2 separate regions of the Lactuca sativa genome follow, and region 2 is linked to region 1. A link is a contact called in public Hi-C data. All regions are on one chromosome and are shown on one strand. Each heading gives the region's core, a stretch centred on a gene start, on an enhancer-like site or on the middle of the called end of the contact. The rest is flanking DNA. Distances are from core to core; before and after follow the strand shown.

Region 1 (5,913 bases), core at 1,256-3,755:
TTAGACATCACCTAATTATTGGTTTGTGTTTTTTTAGAATAAAAAGAAAATAATAAGGATACTTTTCCTCTTGGGCTTTTCGTGGTTTTATGCGCTCAATTTCTTCCTCTTCAGATTCATTGTCATCCCCAACAAACTCAGTGAAACTCTGGAAATGCTCAACTGGCTCTCCGTGTGAAATTATATTGTCATCATCAACCAACAACATTAGTTTTGCTTGGTCATTTACGGATTCATCAACATCAAATGACGACGGAGCAACATTAACTGTAGTCTTACCTTTATACCTATAATCATCCCTTTTACAAGCTCAATGTAAGAATGAACATGATTAGTTGATAGGTAACAAATTACCAATTTGGTTACTTCCAGCACTGGAAGACCCATTGCCACAAGAATCATCATCCATGGGAAACCGATGAATACCATTTTCCATAAAACTATTAACAACAAACAATTGTACCATATTAGGAGATATACTACTAACAAAACTAAAAAAGTATCTGACATCAATATCGTCAAGAATATGTATAATTATATTTGATCAAGGACATTAAAAGGTAAACATATTTAATTAGTGTGTAACATGGACTTAGAAGTAACCAATGTAATTAACCCACCGAAGTTGATATCACTGCTTATATTTACACCAAAACATGTGTAGTTTGGAGCAATATACGGCATAAATCCCTTGATATCATGCCATTGCCCTTCACTAGAAACTGACACTAGAAAAAAATCTTTATACATATTCATTTTTTGAGGATATGAAAACTATCAAAATAGGGTTTCAACAAGGGAGGAATAAAGACAACGAAATGTACTGCTTGTGTAAGAACAAACAACATACATATACCCTAATTTTACCTTTTCTGAACACTATTCTTGAATGCACCGTACATTTTAGAATACTATCAAGAATACACTTTTCCAGTCCAGGATGTCAGATTTCAGACCCGATAACTATCAACTCTGAAATAAACATAACCATTTTGAAATACTATATTTTAGAGTAATGGTCATTATATAAAAAATATAAAAAAATTGATTATTATTATCAAATTATTCATTTATACGAAATAGATTACTCAATTTCCCAGTAAAACTAAAAAACCGAATATGTGAATAATACTTAATACAAAAAACATCATAAATGGTCCCTGTGGTTTCTTCAAATCTGAATTTTAGTCCCCGTGGTTTAGAAACATCATAGTTGGTCTCTGTGCTTTCAAAACTTTTGATGATTGGTTCTTATTGCCAACTCCATTAAGTTTTGTCCGTTGACTGAAGAGTATTTTCGTCATTTCACCACCACATGGACTATTTATGATGTTTTCTTTTATTTAAAAAAATGAAATAATATACAAAAAGAGTCCCACTCTCTCTTTCTCTCTCTCTCTCTCTCTCTCTCTCTCTCTCTCTCTCTCTCTCTCTTCCCTCCTGTTTTCTTCTTCGTTTAACACCACACAAACACCCCCGATACTTGATATTGTTGTCCCCATTTCTTCTTCATTAGACTGCCAAGACTCACCCACCGGAGGTGGGTGGTCCTCCGATCACCAGAAAATGCAAAGATGAGAGAGAGGAGGTTGCTACCTCCTTCCCATCCTCCAACAGATCCCTTCCCATCCAAGCTCAACCCTCAGACACCCCATGCCGTTGCTCTCATTTTCTTCTCCAATCTAAAGAAGACGAAGTCCCACGCCCCCACTCGACTTCTGATTTTGTCCAGTTCTTTCTCAACACAGGTGAGGGCCAAAATTCTCCATCCCCTTTCGCGTTAGCCGGAAACGAACAGACAAGAGAAGGGCAATCGGAAAATCCAACAGCCCATCTTCTTCTTCATCTATTTCAGTCATGGGACCACCACTTTTGACTACTCCGTTCGATTTCCATTCCGATCAGATGAAGACGATGACCAGGGCGAAGATGAAGGCTCGTCGGGGATCAGCTATTCCCTCCTCGCGATCTGTTAAACCCCACCAGACCACCTCATTTGTTGATTTCGTCCGTACTTTTCCCTCCCAATCAGACGAAGATTGAACCCACGAGGGTCGCCGGAGGTCGACGCCTGCCCTTTCTTGTGATCTCTCAGCCTCATCGGAGATTCCCGATTTTTTCTTCTGTTCGTTTGTTTCTTCATCGACCTGATAAAGACGACGATTCCTTTCCCCATTGTTTGTACCAATTAACTCAATCCCCACGTCCTTATAAGCAACCACAAAGTTTCTTTCTTCCTTTCCTATACATCGATTCAAGAACCCAAAATTCAGAACATGTTTTGTATTTTAAGGATTATGGTGGTGTTCATACGAGAGAGAGAGAGAGGGGGGGGGGGGGGGGTAGGACCCTCTTTGTATATTATTTCATTTAAAAAAAACATCATAAATGGTCCCTGTGGTAGTGAAATGACGAAAATACCCTCCAGTTAACGGATAAAACTTAACGGAGTTAGCAATAAGGACCAATCGTCAAAAGTTTTGAAAGCACAGGGACCAGCTATGACATTTCTAAACCAGAAAGACTAAACTTCAGATTTAAGAAAACTATAGGGACCATTTATGATGTTTTTTCTACTTGATATTACAAAATAATCAAACATAAAAAAAACATCAACAACCCAGCTATATATAAAAAACCCAAATTATTCATTACATTTAACACCTCCCCTGCCATAGTACCATACTACCATTCCCTTCCGTCAAAGCTATCAACCCATTTCACAATCACATTCTGGACTGCTTGTCATTGTGAAATCATGACCAACAAATCCCCAATCTTCCCCATTCATGAGCCTCAACACTTCAGTGACTATGGCTTCGACCCTCAAATCGACTACTTTCAGGTTCCCCTTTCTCTTCATTACTTTCAACAATGGCACTCAAATCCTTGCTTAACAGTCTGTGTTCCAATTCGCAGGTGTTGGAAGAAGCCAGAAAGCATAAACGCGAAACTTACTCGTCCAGATCCGCCATTGACAACGTGCATTTTAAGCTTCAGAAACCCATCTCCAAAGACGACACCAGCAAGAAGATAAAAAAGACCCGTAAACGCTGGTGGTGGAAGAGCGCCCTCCACTTCTTCAAACGCAAACGTACTTCCTCTTCCGACTCATCTTACAACAATCTCCACTGCGTCTACAGCGCCAGCGGCGGCGGCGGAGTAGGAGGAGTCCGTGCGATGTCTGGACCGGTGTATTTGACGGATAGCAGAAACGGGTCTGCCACTCTTTACCACCGTACCTCCACCAGCCGGCCGTCGTCCGGACCACTCGCATCTACACGAAAAGGTGATATCGATATACCCTACATCAGTCTCACTGAACTCAACATGAATCAGACCCACAAGATCTCAGGCTCCGCCATGCCCATTTACTTGGTCACTTAACGACTTCAATGATTCAAGCATTCAATTACATTTACTTTTTTTTTTTTACGCATTAAAAGAAATGATGAAAGGTAGTAAAGATTAGTTGGAAAAAATGTGTTCCTTTCTGGGTTCATTTATCTCTTTTGCAGAGATTCGCTTTACTGTTAATCGAACCCACGATTTGACCAATTCGTTTTTGACCAGTTTGTTTGGATAATTTCTTGGAAGAAGTGTGATGAATTGTATCCGTTGGTTTAAGTGATTACTATTTGTCCATACATGAATGAATGTTTAGTATCAGTGTGACTTCGATGGAATTTGGCAGAAAAATGGTGTGGACATTTCTTGATTTCTTCGTACCCTTACAAGAAACATGTTCGAAACGAAAATTGAGGGGCCATTTAATTTTAGAGGAAGAGTAGGCATATGGTAGGGCTAATGTTCATCTTTTATTTCAAAACGATATCCACTTATATAATATTATTATCACTATGCAATTTAAAAGAAAGGGAAACTACTAAACTAGCATAAAGACCCTTAAATTTGTGTTAACCAATAAAAAAGCCAAAATAGTAAAATTTCGTATAAAAATTATGGGATAAAACTGATAAAAAACATATTTAAGGTAATTTTTTTACAAACTTAAAAGTTTTCATGTGAGTTTCACTTTAAGGAAACTTGAAAACTAAAGAAACATGTAAAAAAGATAAACTAGAAAGTTTAATGAAAGTTAAGATAAAACTAATGACATGACGTAAACTTAAGAGTTTTTATGTCATTTTTCTTGTTAAAATTAGGACAAGTTACACACTATATGAAAAATATTGCTTCATTTCATTTTTGATACTGATATATATATGCATTTTTTTTTTTAATTATTCTATAAATAAAGAAAACATGGACCCTTAAAGAAGAATCCGTTGGGACACCAAGCCTTGGATGGGCCTTTTGAAAGATAAGGTTAACGGGAATCGTCAACTAACTGAATGCTTTTGGAATCGTATTTTGAGAGTTTTTCACAACAAATTAGGGGTAGGGGTGGTGTTTAACAATCAAAATATGCTTTAAAATGAACTCAAAGTAGACGCATGCGGGGATTAATAAGTTTGAAGTTATTTACTAATCCTCCAAACGGGCAATCATAAGCAACAAATATATTTCAGGCGAGACACATTGGATACATATACATTTACATGAAAGTCTTAACCCACATGTATTCATGGGGAGTTGAATTTGATGCAAGAAAGATGTAGAGATGAAGATATGCATATATGTGTAGTGTCGCATGATCATTTGTAAAGATCGATGTTGGTTGCGGTCCGAGCATGCAAGAGTGAAATTGGGAAAAAATATGGTTGGGAATGAATTATTATTTTTTATGTAATTTTTAGTTAGGGAGGAGGGAGTCGTTCCCATTGAACCCACTAAACTCACTGCCACATCAGCTTTTCTCTTTGATTTTTCTTCATCTTTCCGAACCCACTGTCCCATTTTGGTCTCATGGGTGAGATCAAGTGGTTTGCCACCACTCCAGGGGCTTTGAGTTGCTACTCTTAGTATCTCCGAGGTCATTAGTTCATAAAGGTGTTTGATTGATGCTTATGAATGGACCATGCATGTGTTAAGGTGATTTTTATGGGTCTTAAGGATTAATTTGCATTGTTGAGCTTCTTTAAGACGTGCAAACTGATAAAGTTTCCAACTTTATAAGTTAAGAGTGAATTTCGAAGGTTCCCTGAAGTTTGGGTGCAAAGAGCTTAAGTGGTTAATTAAGGAAATCAATTTTAGTTAAGTCGGAGTTACGCCCCGCGTAAGAGTTGGTACGCCCAGCGTACCGTGTATAAGTCGCGGTCTGGTTCGCCGTGTACGCCCAACATACGACGTTCAACTTAGCTTGGGCTTGTGGTGTTTTGGGCTTCACGTTCTTGGGCTACTTTGTTGTGTTGGGCGTTTTTGGGCCATCTGACATCAACTTTTTGGGACTAAGGATTATTGGGCTTTAGGTTTAGGTCCATATAGGGTTGGGCCCAATTTGGAAAATTGGGCCATTAGTGGGCCCTTATGAATCCTTTGGTTTTGAGCCTTGGTGGGCCCAATGGGTTTGGGTCATTAGTGGGCTTGCTTATCTGGGCTATCTTTGGGCCTAGGGCTGGAGTCTAGCCTTGTTCAGCTATTGATTATGATGTTGGGTGTTTGGCTCAGATCGGGAGTGGTTAGTAGTAGCAACAGCAGTGTAGGATCAATCGTGAAGCGCTGAGGTGAGTTTCTCACTATAATTACCTGTGTGGTAATGCATGAGTGACCGAAGGGTCTTATTTGTGTTATTGACTGGAAGGTCTTATTTATGTTGTTGACCGGAGGGTTTTATTTATATTATTGATCGAATGATCTTATTTATATTACTGACCGGAGGTTCTTATCTGCCTTGTGTGTTATTATGCATTCTGTCTTTGTGACTTATGTTGTTATATTATTTTGTATATATATGTTGAGCTATAACCTGAGGGCCCATACCGAACCGTGAGACCGGAGGGTCTTCACTGA
Region 2 (5,758 bases), core at 2,401-4,900, 150 kb after region 1:
TTGCTAAAGCTGACCTCCTCTTTGTTCATGTGGTAGGTGATGAGAAACTGGTTGAAATACGGTGGCTAGGAGTGGAGAATGATATCAATCGCCAACTCTTCATCGAAGTTAACATTTAACTTTAGCAGGCGATCGACATATCTTAGCATTTTCTGCAGATGAGCAGTGACAGACTCTTCGTCCCTCATCTTGGTCGTGATCATCGAAGTGATGATCTCGTACCTCTCCTGCATGGCACTTTGGTGGTACCTGTCTAGCAAATCCTGGTGCATCTCATATGGATGGTAGTCCTCGTAGGACTTTTGGAGTTCTGCAGTCATACTCGCGAGCATGATGCAATGGACTTTCATAAAATCTCGCTTGTGGGCCTCGAAGGCAACGGTCTCCTCGGGAGTAGCAGTGTTGACATTCACTTCCTTCGGCTCCTTGTCGAGTATATACTCCTTGTCATCGTAGCGGGTAACCATTCAGATGTTACGTATCCAATCTATAAAATTTTTCCCATCGAAGATCACCCTCCCACACAAGTTCATGAGTGAGAATGAGCTAGAAGAGGTTGAGCCTGAAGCGTTGTTGTTTGAGTTCGGCATCTGAAAAGGAAAGGAGACAAATTTTGATTACATAATAATCCCCAATTAAACACCCAAATGAGAAATTAGGGCTAGGATCCAACAACATTATTTGCAATTTAGAAGAGGGATGTCGTAATCTAAACAACAAATAATTTGAAGGTAAGTGAATGACGATTCAATAATTTCCTCCATGAAAAACAAAAGAAATTAAGTTTTAAATGTATTGAAAACTCGTAGATCTTTTGAGATTCATTGAACTTTTCAATGGAATGTTTAAATATCGATATGCCCTTCAAGTTTCTGACTGGGATACCGAGGATCACAAACAAGGTATGAATAACCATGCAAATGTATATGGTGCCCCAATGTTATAGTCACCTAATCAATGTGCCGATTAGCCACACACGCTCCATTGATCTATGACAAACATCGAGTCACCCTTTTCCACCTTTGCTTAGAGCCAAATTAGTGTGCCGGTTAACCACACACGCTCCACTAACATCTTAGCAAGGGTACAAAGTGTAATTTCATTGAATAGCATCAAATTCATATTTTTCCTAAAGTAACTAAGATTGGGAATTTTATAAAAACATTTAGTTACTTTATTAATCATTCTACTTTTAATGAGGAATTAGTTTCCCTATACTACCCGTTCAGCTAACGACCCTCCACCAATCAAAGAAGCGGTGGGTGAGAGTGGACACCCATTAATCTGACATTTTATAGGCAACAACCTTATACCCCCTTATAGACCGGCTTCGTGAATGAGGCATACTAACGGTAATACTAGCATTTATCTTATACATATATAATAATTATTCATATAATATTATAATAGTATATGGATGAATTTTAAACTTGTAAAATTCTAGGGTTTGGAATTTAATTATTTCAAAATTAAACTTTTAATAAAAAAAATCCAAAACTTGAGGGCAAGTTTTGAAACATTTCAAAACTATCTATATCAAAATTCAAATAATATAATTAAACAATTAATTGGTGATTATCTAATTTTGACCTAATCCAATTTCATGCAAGATAATTAATCAAATAATTCAAATAATTAGGGTTTATCAAATAAGACAATAATTATCTAATTAAATGATAAATATCTTTTATTTTGACTAAGATAATCACATTGAATCAATAAAAATCGGATTTTATTAATTAAAATCATTTTTGGTAATTATCCCAAGTCAAAATAAGCCAAAATCCCGAAAATCCATCTGTCTGACAGCCCGACTCGCTGAGTCCCCATTTGGACTCGTCGAGTTCAACTTGGGACTCGACGAGTCTATCAGGCAGAAGCCAAAAAATCGAATTCAAGCAATGAACAAACATACAATGCATCAAATACAATAGAAACCAAGCTAGTTTACGAAAACATTGATGGGTTTTGATCAAAAGAACATTCCTATGTGCATATGCAAAACCTTAAAGCTTTGGATCTAGGTTTCGCTATTGTACATGCAAATTTATCCAAATCCTGCAAACCCTAATCTAACATACTATAAAAATCGAAATCTACAACTAAAACAAGTTTAGATGATTACCTTTTGATAGTAGCAAGAATCTTCAATCTTCAAGAGCTTAGTATCACAATTGTAATACCTCTAATGACTCACAAACACCAAGGAAAGAAGATGATCAAGAAGAGAGAGTATGGAGGCACAATTTCGGCTATAGGAACTCTAGGGGTTCTTATGGTAGCCGCAAACTGAAGCCCTAGGGGTCCTTAAATAGCTGAGCTGCTAGGGTTTCAGTCAAAACCCTAATTGGATAACTTAGGCCCTAAGCAGCTCCAAGAACCTTCTGGAATAGGGCCCTTGGGCGATTTCCAAATTGTCCACTCCCTTGGGCGATTCTAGTCCCCTTTATTTAATTAATCTCTTTTAGCCACAAAATTAATTCTTGACCAATATTAATTAAACAATATGATTTCTCTCTTAATATATTATTCATACAATATATATTAATAAACCATAATATCCTCTTTCTCTCTCTCTCTCTCTCTCTCTCTCTCGCGCGCGCTCTCTCTCTCTCTCTCCATAAATCATCCTGTCAAGTTGCTTTGGTGAATGCAACCTAAAAGGACCATACAACAATCGGGTCAAGTATATATCAAATATATGAAATACTTTTAATAAAACATTTTATTTAAATAAAACATAGTAATGTAATTAAACCGAACATTTAAAAACTAAAAAAATATTACAAGAAAGAAAAAAGAAATAACGTTTAAAAACTAAAAAAAAAAAGAAAAAAAGACATTACAAGATGAAAAAAAAATACATTTTCCCCTCTAAATTCACTATTCTTCATCTTCGTTATCATCGTATATATAATTCGCCAAGTATTTTCGAAGTTGTATGTGTTTTCGCTTAGCTGGTAAACACAATTAATATCTGCAAGAACCTTCTGCAAACTCATCATCATCATCATTATCGTTGGACCGGTCGAACATATCTATTTTTTTAGAAAGTATCGAAATTTTATAAAATATAAAAAAAAGAAAAAAATATAATGAATGAATTTGAGGTAAATGAGATTTATTTATAGGTAAAAAAATATTATTATAATTATTTTGAAAATTTGACCGTTAGTATGGTCAAAAAGGGGGTCGACATCGGTTTTCATTGGCTATGATATATGTAATATGTTGTTTGCCGTTTGTAGTGGTAATGAGGTTTACCATAACGGCTAGTCGGGACGGTGTTCCTCTTATTATAGGTGTGTCTACTAAACAAAAACGTCGTGATACCTAACACTGTTATTGAATAAAAAGTGGGGCCATATTGGTTTTTACCATCATTTGGTAAATAAAATTCAAAGTACAATAATCAAGTAATTAAGTTTTGTAATCACTATTATTAGATTAAAAACTCAATAAACACAATATAATTTATTGGATCACACTTTTGTCTTTTTTTTCATAAATAACTCGAATATAATTCTGTTCAGATTAAAAAAATATATTTATGTATTATTGATTCACTTTTACGTAAGAACCTAGTATTACTTTATGTTTTAAAAATTATTAAATGTTTTCGTTAACAGGGCCGCCATTTCACATCTTCCACATCTTACAGGAACCACACATCAGGAGTATATATCCACACACTAGTTTTCAAAAACATTTACACACATAACCAAAAAAACCACAAAACACACACAGAAATACAAAATGGAGAAGATCCAACACAAGATGGTAGCAGTGAACGGCATAAACATGCATGTAGCAGAGCTTGGCACAGGCCCAACCATCCTCTTCATCCATGGCTTCCCAGAGCTCTGGTACACCTGGCGCCACCAGATTCTCTATCTCGCCTCACATGGTTACCGTGCTGTGGCACCCGATCTCCGTGGTTACGGTGACACCACTGGTGCCCCTGTCTCCGATCCCACCTTGTTCACTACCCTTCATGTGGTTGGAGATCTGGTGGCGCTCATCCACACTGTGGCTGCTCCGGGCGAGGACAAGGTATTTGTGGTGGGACATGACTGGGGTGCAATGATTGCCTGGGCTTTGTGTCTTTATCGGCCAGATAAAGTAAAGGCCTTGGTGAATATGAGTGTCCCTTTCAGTCCAAGGAATCCTAAGTTCAAACCTATCGATGGACTTCGTGCTCTCTATGGAAACGATTACTACATCATCAGATTTCAGGTTCTATTAATTCTTCAATTAATTCTCCCATCAGCAACACCTTCACCACACTCCACACACAACCACCTGCGTCACTTTAACTATCCTTCACCACTCTATATGCACATGAATATGTTCTAGGAACCTGGAGAAATCGAAGGTGAATTTGCGGTATGGGGTACAGATAGAGTATTAAATGATTTCTTCAATTATCGCAAACCTGCCCCCCTTTTTCTACCCAAAGGTATTGGGTTCGGAACCTCACCTGATGATCCTATAATCTTGCCTTCATGGATGTCCAAAGAAGATCTTGAATACTACACAAGCAAATATGAAAAAACTGGCTTCACCGGAGGTCTAAACTACTATCGAGCTTTGAACTTGTAAGTTAGATTCGAACTACCTAGCTATATAATTAAGTTGAAGTTGTTTAATTTAGTAAAAATGGACAAAAAAGAAAACTCTTTTTGTGGATTTACAGGAACTGGGAGCTAACTGGCCCATGGACTGGAGCTCAAGTGAAGGTACCTGTTAAGTTCATCGTGGGTGACCTTGACCTGACCTACAACTCGATGGGTGCTAGAGACTATATAGAAAAAGGAGGGTTCAAAAAAGATGTGCCTCTTTTAGACGATGTAACCGTACTGCAAGGTGTAGGTCATTTTCTTCATGAAGAAAAACCTGAAGAGATCAGCAAACATATCCATCAATTCGTAAGCAGTTATATATAATGCCTTCAACCTTTATGATAAGATTTAAGTGGTTTAATTAAGGGAGAGACCCGATCATTCGAGCGATGCAGAAGTTTAATTGCTTAGTAGTCTTCTATCGTGCAAGTTAAAGATTTCTCTAGGAAGTGATTTTGGATTAAATAAATGTCATCGTGTACGCTTTTAAGTATGAAGGCTGAAATTTAATGGAGTAAACACAAAAGGTTTGTTTCTTGTAAGAAAGAAATAAAGAGAGATTGTAGCAGGAAAGATAGAAAGCAACATCTATATTAAATTAAATAAAAAAAACTCACAGTGCACGACTTTAAATAGAGAACATGCATAAAAAAAAAATTTAAGTATTTTGTCTATAATTAAAAAAAAAAACTAAATGATTAATATTTTCCAATCCATTAATTTTTAACTGGACACGGGTTTAGCTTATCTTTCTAAGCTTTTCACATATATTGGTAAAGTTCGGTCTTACCAGCGCCATAGTAAATATTTATGACTTTTGCTTTTTTAGGAAATGAACTCCACAATGATTTGTCCTCTCTCTCTCTCTCTCTCTCTCTCTCTCTCTCTCTCTCTCTCTCTCTCTCTCTCTCTCTCTCTATATATATATATATATATATATATATATATATATATATATATATATATAATAAAAGGTTGAGAATGGGGGAATCATTCTTAGCCAATCATTTTATATATGTAAAACACATATAGATTAAGTCATTAAAAACACGCTGTTTTTCTGAATCGTTCATTCGTTCTTCATCAACAACATCTATTATTCATTCATATGGATCGTTCGATGTTCTTCATCAACA

The links. Hi-C and Micro-C count contacts between places; a contact is called where the count stands out from the background.
Region 2: a Hi-C map of leaf shows a contact between it and region 1, with 2.9 times the contacts expected there. The contact joins the promoter of LOC111917259 here to the promoter of LOC111917261 in region 1. A contact is called at or near these places in 2 of 4 Hi-C or Micro-C datasets (both in leaf).

What each region holds. Positions count from the first base shown.
Region 1 is chr3:33,558,587-33,564,499 of Lsat_Salinas_v11, forward strand. It overlaps LOC111917261, which reads left to right and starts at 2,506. Exons shown (of 2, transcript XM_023912942.3): 1 at 2,506-2,845; 2 at 2,920-3,647. The coding sequence starts at 2,759. The coding sequence ends at 3,387.
Region 2 is chr3:33,709,237-33,714,994 of Lsat_Salinas_v11, forward strand. LOC111917259 reads left to right here and starts at 3,651. Exons shown (of 3, transcript XM_023912939.3): 1 at 3,651-4,236; 2 at 4,357-4,598; 3 at 4,697-5,148. The coding sequence starts at 3,757. The coding sequence ends at 4,946.